2 separate regions of the Mus musculus genome follow, and region 1 is linked to region 2. Evidence: chromatin contacts called from public Micro-C data. All regions are on one chromosome and are shown on one strand. Each heading gives the region's core, a stretch centred on a gene start, on an enhancer-like site or on the middle of the called end of the contact. The rest is flanking DNA. Distances are from core to core; before and after follow the strand shown.

What was found. A called contact is a pair of places that touch in the nucleus more often than the background predicts.
Region 1: a Micro-C map of granulosa cells shows a contact between it and region 2, with 2.1 times the contacts expected there. The contact joins the promoter of Shisa6 here to the enhancer-like site in region 2. A contact is called at or near these places in 2 of 484 Hi-C or Micro-C datasets (granulosa cells and ventricular fibroblasts), 1 of 115 datasets of contacts at active chromatin or transcription factors (embryonic fibroblasts) and 1 of 9 other capture datasets (liver).

The regions. Positions count from the first base shown.
Region 1 is chr11:66,524,783-66,528,486 of GRCm38.p6, forward strand. It overlaps Shisa6 (shisa family member 6), which reads right to left and starts at 1,344. Exons shown (of 5, transcript NM_001034874.3): 1 at 527-1,344. The coding sequence starts at 1,182.
Region 2 is chr11:66,347,173-66,351,210 of GRCm38.p6, forward strand. The region is part of intron 2 of Shisa6 (shisa family member 6); the gene reads right to left. Among named protein-coding and RNA genes, the nearest start is that of Gm45945, 76 kb to the left of the region's middle. Within about 2 kb of position 1,474, at least 1 of the 459 cell types and tissues checked has an H3K27ac peak or open chromatin away from gene starts, as enhancers often do. A contact at or near this core is called in granulosa cells, where this site is marked.

The DNA of each region.
Region 1 (3,704 bases), core at 94-2,593, 180 kb after region 2:
GCTCTGTCAACACGCAATGGGGAACATTCTTCCAGGCAGAGGCAATTGCCCTTTCCATACCATCCTGCACTTAACACCTGGGAACACCCCCAGCTCACACTAACCCGCTTGCTGTTCTTTTCAGTGAGGTGCCCACACTGCTCTGCTCTTTATATTAAAGTGGCACGCCAGTTTTTAAAATAAATTCAAAAACAAAAAAACAAAACAAAAAACCTAAGCATGGTACAGCCCATAGTAAAGTGTCCACGAACCATGAAATACAGCCTGGGGATTATTGGTGAGATTCTTATCCTTGAACATCAGGAACTCCGTAGACTGGTACTTTGTGTTGCCATTCTTTCTAAAACCAAAAGCACACCTAGCTGCTTCCTACGGAATGCGGGAGAGCCTACTGCTCCTAAAGGAAGCGACTGTGGAAGTGACTTAGAAGGGGAGAGGTAGTACGCGCGAAGAGGACAGGGCCAGGCCCGTTAAGGGGGGCGCGAGGCCTGGGAACCCAAGGCAGGCACCCAGTAGCGCCTCTCACCTGTGGATGTTCATCTCTCGCGGAGGGCGGTGGGCCTTGTCATAGGAGACCTTGGCGAAGACGCCCGCCACGATGACGAAGGCGATCACCCCGCAAGTGATGTAGACGGTGAAGTTGGTCTTGTCCTTCTCCGGGTCGTACTTGTTCTCGGGCCCCGGCGACACTACCTTGGTGCTGGGCGTCTGCACCCATACGGGGCTTTGGTAGTTGGTGCACTGGCGCTGGTCCAGCTTCTCGTGGCGCTTCTTGCAGCAGAAGCGATAGTAGCAGGTGCCGCAGCAGTACAGGTAGCCGCTCTCGCTGTTGTTGCACTCGAACTCCTTGTCGTACTGGCCGCTCACGTCGTAGTAGCCCCAGCACGTCTCGTAAGTAACAGTCGCGCTGGCCGCCGCCGCCGCCGCCGCTGCCGCTGCTGCGGACTGTCCCCGCCGGCTGCCCGCCTCCGGGACGCCGGACGCTCGGGCGGTGCTGTTTAGTTCGCGGCCGCCTCGGGCCAGGGCGCCCCCAGCACGCCGACCTCCGACGGCTCCCGCGTTCAGGGTCCGGTTCCCGGAGCGGCCGCGGGCGGCGTCTGCGCCGGGCGGCAGGTGCAGGGACGCGAGCGACAGCAGCAGCGACAGCAGCAGAGGCGGCAGCAGGAGGCGGCGCAGCGCCATGGCGGGGCCGGGCGGGAGGGCGCGGGCGGACGCGGGCTGCAGGCCGCTGCCCCGGCGGCTGGCCGGGCTCCGAGGGCGGCCGGGCGGGCTGGAAAGGCGAGACGGACCGGTCAGCGGCGGGGAGATGGCGCCATCGAGGCGCGGGCGGCGGCGGGAGCGCACGGAGCGGCGGGGCGCGGGCTGCGCGGGGCTCTCAGGCTGCGCGCCGGCTCCGCGCTCCCCCTGCGGGCTCCGCGCGCCTAGCGGGCAGCCCCATCCCCCGCCCGCGGCAGCGGCGGCTCCGCGCGACTCGGCTCAGGCCGGCCCCGAAGCGCGGCTCCCGGAGGCGGCGGCAGCGGCGGCGTGGTCCCGTCCGGGCAGGTCCTGCGGGACGAGACGGGGCAGCGGTCACGGGGTGCGGAGAGCGGCGAGCAGCCGGGCGGAGAAGGAGCGCTCAGCCCTCGAGGAGTGCGTCCCGACTGGGACAGTGGCCCGAGGACGCGTGGAGAACCCCTGGGGAAGCCACCGGGCCGCCGAGCCCGGGGACGGTGCTGCCGACTGAGGCTGGGGTCCGGCGGGCAGCCGGGGTGCGCGGCGGCTGCACCTCAGTCACTCACCATGCCGGGCTGCGACTGCAGCGGCGGCGGCGGCTAGGCGGGAGCGCAGCGACCGGAGCGAGTGAGCGGAGCCGGGAACCGCCTGCACTAGTGCCGGAGCGTGTGCGATAGGAGAGAGGGAGACACACGCACTCACACAGCCGCACACGCGGGAGCGCCGCGCGGGGAGGGCGGGGAGGGAGGCCAGCCGCTCGCCGCCGCCCACGTTTCCACGCCTGGGCGCCCGGTTGGGGGACGGCAGGACTTCTCTTTGCCTCTTCCTCTCCCTCCTCCCCACCCCCCGCCTCGAAGCTTCGCGTCACCAACGCCGGGACACCAGTTAAGCGACTAAGATGGCAAAGAGGGAGCTCACCCCCACTACCTTCACCCCGGAGCAAGGCCAGAGTGAGCCCTCTGGAGCCGGCCAGCGGCAGGGTTAAACCTACTCTGACATTGCCCTTCTAGCCCTCTGGTCAAGTATTTCTAACCCTCCCTCACTCCCCCGCTTTACTTCAGCCTGGTCTTTGCGCTACCAGAAAGCAAGTTGGGGTTTCTGCAAGCCTCTGCCTCTCCCTAGTGGTGATGTTCACAGCCAAGATAAGAGGTCAAGCCCATTGCTACAGGTTCCTACACTGAGGCCAGGGGTCAAGTGGCTGTTGGGCCACCTAGTGTGATGAACTTAGGCTCCTTTCTCCTCCATCGCTCGTGCAGGAGTGAGATAGCTCCAGCTCTGGGTGACACCTCGAATTCCCTCTTTCTCCAACTTTTTTTCTAGCATTGAGACGAGAGTTAAAAAATAAATAAAAAGAAATAAATAAATAAAACTACCTGGGTTTTAAAGATTTCTTTGGAAAGCCCTACATTCCTGTCGTTGCTGCTGGAGGAGACAGATTAGAGAGTCCCTTGTGACCAGAGTGAGACCAGGCTGGCTGAAAGGAGACCCACGAGTCTGGCTTTCTAAGCTATGTGGCCACCCCAAGGGGGAGTCAGAGTCTTAGTTTGCTGTGTGTTGTGTGGAGAAGGTGGGAGACCCGAGAAGAGGAGCAACAGCCAGCCCCAGACCGTAGTCCTGAGAACTTTGGTGGGAGACAGAGGCAGGCTGTTAGAATGATAGTAACAGAGAATTTCCCTGAAGTGGTCTACTCAGTCCTGCTCACGATGTGCCTCAAACAAACTCTCAGCATTCAGGGAGTCTGGTGTTAAATGGATGGACTGAATTGGAGCTGAAACCCAGAACCCACGGCACAGAGGGACATTTTTACCTGAGATGGGAAGAGGGGGACTTCTCTGGCCGACCGTTCTAGAAACTCTCCGTGTGCTGCTCATTCTCTATCCCCTCCTCCTTCCTCTTCTTCCTCGGCACTTCCTCCGATTTCCTCGGCTTCGTCTCTTAATGGCTCTGTTAACAATCGTTTTTAGTGCCAATCCTGCCAAGCACACTGGTAAGTGCTAAGATAAGGAATGACAGTCCCTTCTCTCAGGAGTTCCTTTACAGAGGAGACAGTCAAATGACTTCTGCGTGGCATGTTTGTGTCATGACCGAGATGGGCACAGCCTATTCTGCGAGCAGGATACAGGCTTCTAGCATCACCCACGAGGGGAGCAGTGAGGGTCAAATACAGTTCTTGGGGTGCTAATGAAATGCCTGGTGAAGAATGGTTAGGAGTTAGAAAAACAAGACAGAATAAAGATGCTTCCAGCAGAGGCAGGGAAACTGGGAGAAAGAGGGTGGGTGAGCTAAGCATACACAATGGTGAAAGCCATAGGGGGGTTTCTAAACAAGGGCAGCCAGGAGGCACTGTATTCCTGCCAAAGAATTTGTGTTTAACAATGGCTGGGAAAATATTGGTAGGTTTGAATAGAAGATGCCATCAGATTTATAGGTTTGTTTCATCTTCAAGTCTATTGGAAGAGTGAACACTGACTGACCTGGACACAGAGAAAGCA
Region 2 (4,038 bases), core at 224-2,723:
GGTTATGGTGTCTTCCCAGTTGTTGTAATTTGTAAGAATTATAGCTAAGCAGTCTGCTGCTTCCCTCCTCTGGAATCTTTCATGAAGCCCCTGATGCCAGGAAAGCTTTAGGTAAGCTCCAGTTCAGGGGACTCAGGACCCTGTGTCTGAAGTGCATGTTTGTATTCACTAATAGGGACTTAACTCCCACTTCTGGGGATGGGGGGAAGGAGCAACCAAAGGCAATAGCTATAGCCTATAATGTTTTGGGAGTATCTTGTACAACCCTGAAAAAGGATGCAAAAGAAGGCCTCTCATTGCCTAGTATTGGGGTTTTTCTTAGATAATATATAGCTCTTGGTGGAGCACTGTCATCCTAAATAGGGAATTTTCATTTAAACTATGTGTGTATATTATATATACAGACTTACACAAATTATAGGTATTTTAGGGATGTAATTAATAATCTGATACATTATGACTTTGTCAGGCATGCTTATTGTTATTTTACCCTCCTCCTACCTTCTGTATATATCTCCCTCTTCTGAATTACCCTCCCGTTTTTCTCATTTCTCCTCCATTTTTATTGTCTCTTTTACTCGGTTGTTTAAAAATGCACCGAGTGTCTATCTTCAGGCTTTTGCCTGTGGAGAGCCAGGTGGCTATGAATCATACACTATAGTCTGTCCCATCATTAGAAAGAAGATAAGGACCAGTTGACCTCTCTTTATTCCCTATTGTCCCATTTATGACCCTTCTAGTAGATGGTTCCTCCCTACATTGTAATCCTTTCTCTACTTGCTGGAAAGTGACTTTTCCTACGCCATCATCTGCCTATTCACTATACTGACACACTGGCCACAATCCTGCTATTTAGTGTTTCAGGATTGATCCTGAACTGTGCCCAAGGGAACACAAACAATACCTAGGGCCCAGGATGATGATTAAGGAGGAAATAGAGAGAGATCAAGGCAAAAAGCACGTTAGTAGAAGTCTCAGCTTTCTTTAATATCACTCATGCTTTATCTCAAAAATTAAAACCAAAGCTTGATTCATTTTAAAAAGGAAATCATATTTTGTATCTCATACTGTGAAATAACTGTGGTCTTTGAAGGACAAATTCCATCTTTATCTCGTGGCTTCTCTATATCTATTCTCTCAAGGAGCCCAGACCAGCCTATTCTCTATAGTAAGAAGTCAGCTGTTACTTTAACACCTACAACATGTTAATAATTGAACTAGACACTTCGCTCTCATAGGTCATATAACTTTCATTACAGCCCATGTCTTATTATTTGTTCCTTATTAAAGATGGAAAAAAATAAAATTTGGAGACTTAAAATCATTTTTCCCAAGGCCTCAGAACTGATGAAGTGGAAATGATACTTAAGCTCAGCACTGAAGATCTTCAAAGCTCATTTCTTACACAACGACTTGCTGTTAATAAGCAGCAGCCGCAGATACACACTCTTTTTCTTATCTTCTTCAAATATCCTTGAGGGAAAAGGAAGCTGAAGCAAAATAATGTTCCCTTGCCAAAAGCAAAGCATAGCTTGGTTGGCATTCATTAATTAGAGAAAACGGAAGGGCCAGGCAGTGTCTTGGAGCTTGCTTTTTCTTAAGTCACTGTATCCTGGGGATCTTAGAGACCATTTGAACTCACCTGTGGGGTATACATACAGTGAACAAAATTCTGAGGCAATCTTTGATACTTGATAAAGTCATAGTTAAGATGCAGGTGATGTCCTTGCAAAATGAAGAGGCTCTTCAGCCAGCCTTTGGATGCCTATGTTGTCATCAGTAAATTAAAGGTGATTTTGAAAAGTCAAGAAACAAAAGCAGCAAAGTAACTCTAGCAGTGTTTTAAAAGATATGGAAAGCAGAGAATTATAAAGAAAGAGAGTAGGAGAGACTCATTGGGGTGAATTTGGTACCTGTCAGTGTTTAGGATCTTCCAAGGCATGTCTTGGATGGCACGTCTAAGATCAGGCTCATATATCAAAATCAGTGCATATTACTTGTACAAGTGTAGATTAGGTAGACCATTCCCTATATTTTTGTCATTTAGTTTATCTGAAATTTTCTAATGTGTTCATGGTTGATACTTTATGGCAAGGTCCAGGAGTCATCCTTTGACCTCCATGAACTCCAAAACTATTCACAGATCTAGCCTGGAAGATTAGATGGTTGGAGAATCCTGGACCTAATGGATGGATGGATTGGTGAGTGTTCACAGACCATAATTCCATGTCATCGCTTGGCACGGTTATAAGAGTTCAGTTTATCAGTGTGCCCTACTTTTATAAGTAGGGCCAAGTGAAACAATGTGTGTCTGGCTGTTCATTGCTTTGCTTCCAACTCCCTAGAATCCTTTCGACTCAGTACCCTTGGATCAAGGAGAAGAAACTAGCTGAAGATATGGTTATCAGCTTGCTCAATCATAATGCTGGTCCATCTGGGTGAAGTATCAGTGGTACCTAAGCCAGGGGGTGTTTCTGGAATTCAGGGCCTCTGTAATTTTACCTGTATGTTATTGGAAAGTGGTCCCCAGAACAGTTCTTCAACCAAACACAACCCATCATCTCACAGAAGCAACCACACAGAGACCCCCCAGTTACCCTGACACTCAGGGTTCCCCAACATTTAGTGACCTTCTGTTTTATTCTTATTCACATGAACCCACATCTAATTTCTCTCTTGAGAGGATAGTTACAACCACTGCTCTCTCCAGAAAAAAAAAGATCAGAAAGGCAAGTGAGGTACTGTCTGACCTAGTTAGGTATGTAACTTCTAAAATGCACACGGGCTCCTTCAAAGAGAAGAGCCAAGTTATTTCAGACACTGGAACTGTAATGACACAACGGTGCATGGATCTAATGAGTAATTTTATCAAATTAATTATTTCTGAAAGGATACATTTTTATGCTCAGAACAAAAAATTCACTCCAGCTTTTCTGTATTTTGATCTCTGTAGCCAATTTTAAATATCCCACTGTGTGGGTTCCACGGGCTCTCTAAGTCTCTTCAGCTGCCCCAGTCAGAACCAATAACATTCACATTTGCCCCAGTCTTCACAGCCTCCCAGTGTGTCTTCTCATCCTGAGTGATTAAAGTTAGTTGGATAAATTAGCTTTCAGTACTACTCAGCTATTAAAAAGAATGAATTTATGAAATTCCTAGCCAAATGGATGGACCTGGAGGGCATCATCCTGAGTGAGGTAACACATTCACAAAGGAACTCACACAATATGTACTCACTGATAAGTGGATATTAGCCCAAAACCTAAGATACCCAAGATATAAGATACAATTTCCTAAACACATGAAACTCAAGAAAAATGAAGACTGAAGTGTGAACACTATGCCCCTCCTTAGAAGTGGGAACAAAACACCCTTGGAAGGAGTTACAGAGACAAAGTTTGGAGCTGAGATAAAAGGATGGACCATGTAGACACTAGCATATCCGGGGATCCATCCCATAATCAGCTTCCAAATGCTGACACCATTGCATACACTAGCAAGATTATGCTGAAAGGACCCTGATATAGCTGTCTCTTGTCAGAGTATGCCTGGGCCTAGCAAACATAGAAGTGGATGCTCACAGTCGGCTATTGGATGGATCACATGGCCCCCAATGAAGGAGCTAGAGAAAGTACCAAAGAAGCTAAAGGGATCTGCAACCCTATAGGTGGAACAACATTATGAACTAACCAGTACCCCGGAGCTCTTGACTCTAGCTGCATATGCATTAAAAGATGGCCTAGTTGGCCATCACTGGAAAGAGAGGCCCATTGGACTTGCAAACTTTATATGCCCCAGTACAGGGGAACGCCAGGGCCATAAAAGGGGAGTGGGTGGGTAGGGGAGAGGGGGTGGGTGGCTATGGGGGACTTTTGGTATAGCATTGCAAATGTAAATGAGCGAAATACCTAATAAAAAATGGAAAAAAAAATTAGCTTTCAGGATTCTCACAATTTTAATAACAGCACTACAGTAAGGCATCTGTGAGCAAGGAAGACAGTTGAGCTGCCCCAAGTAGGAAACCCCTGAAATAATAAC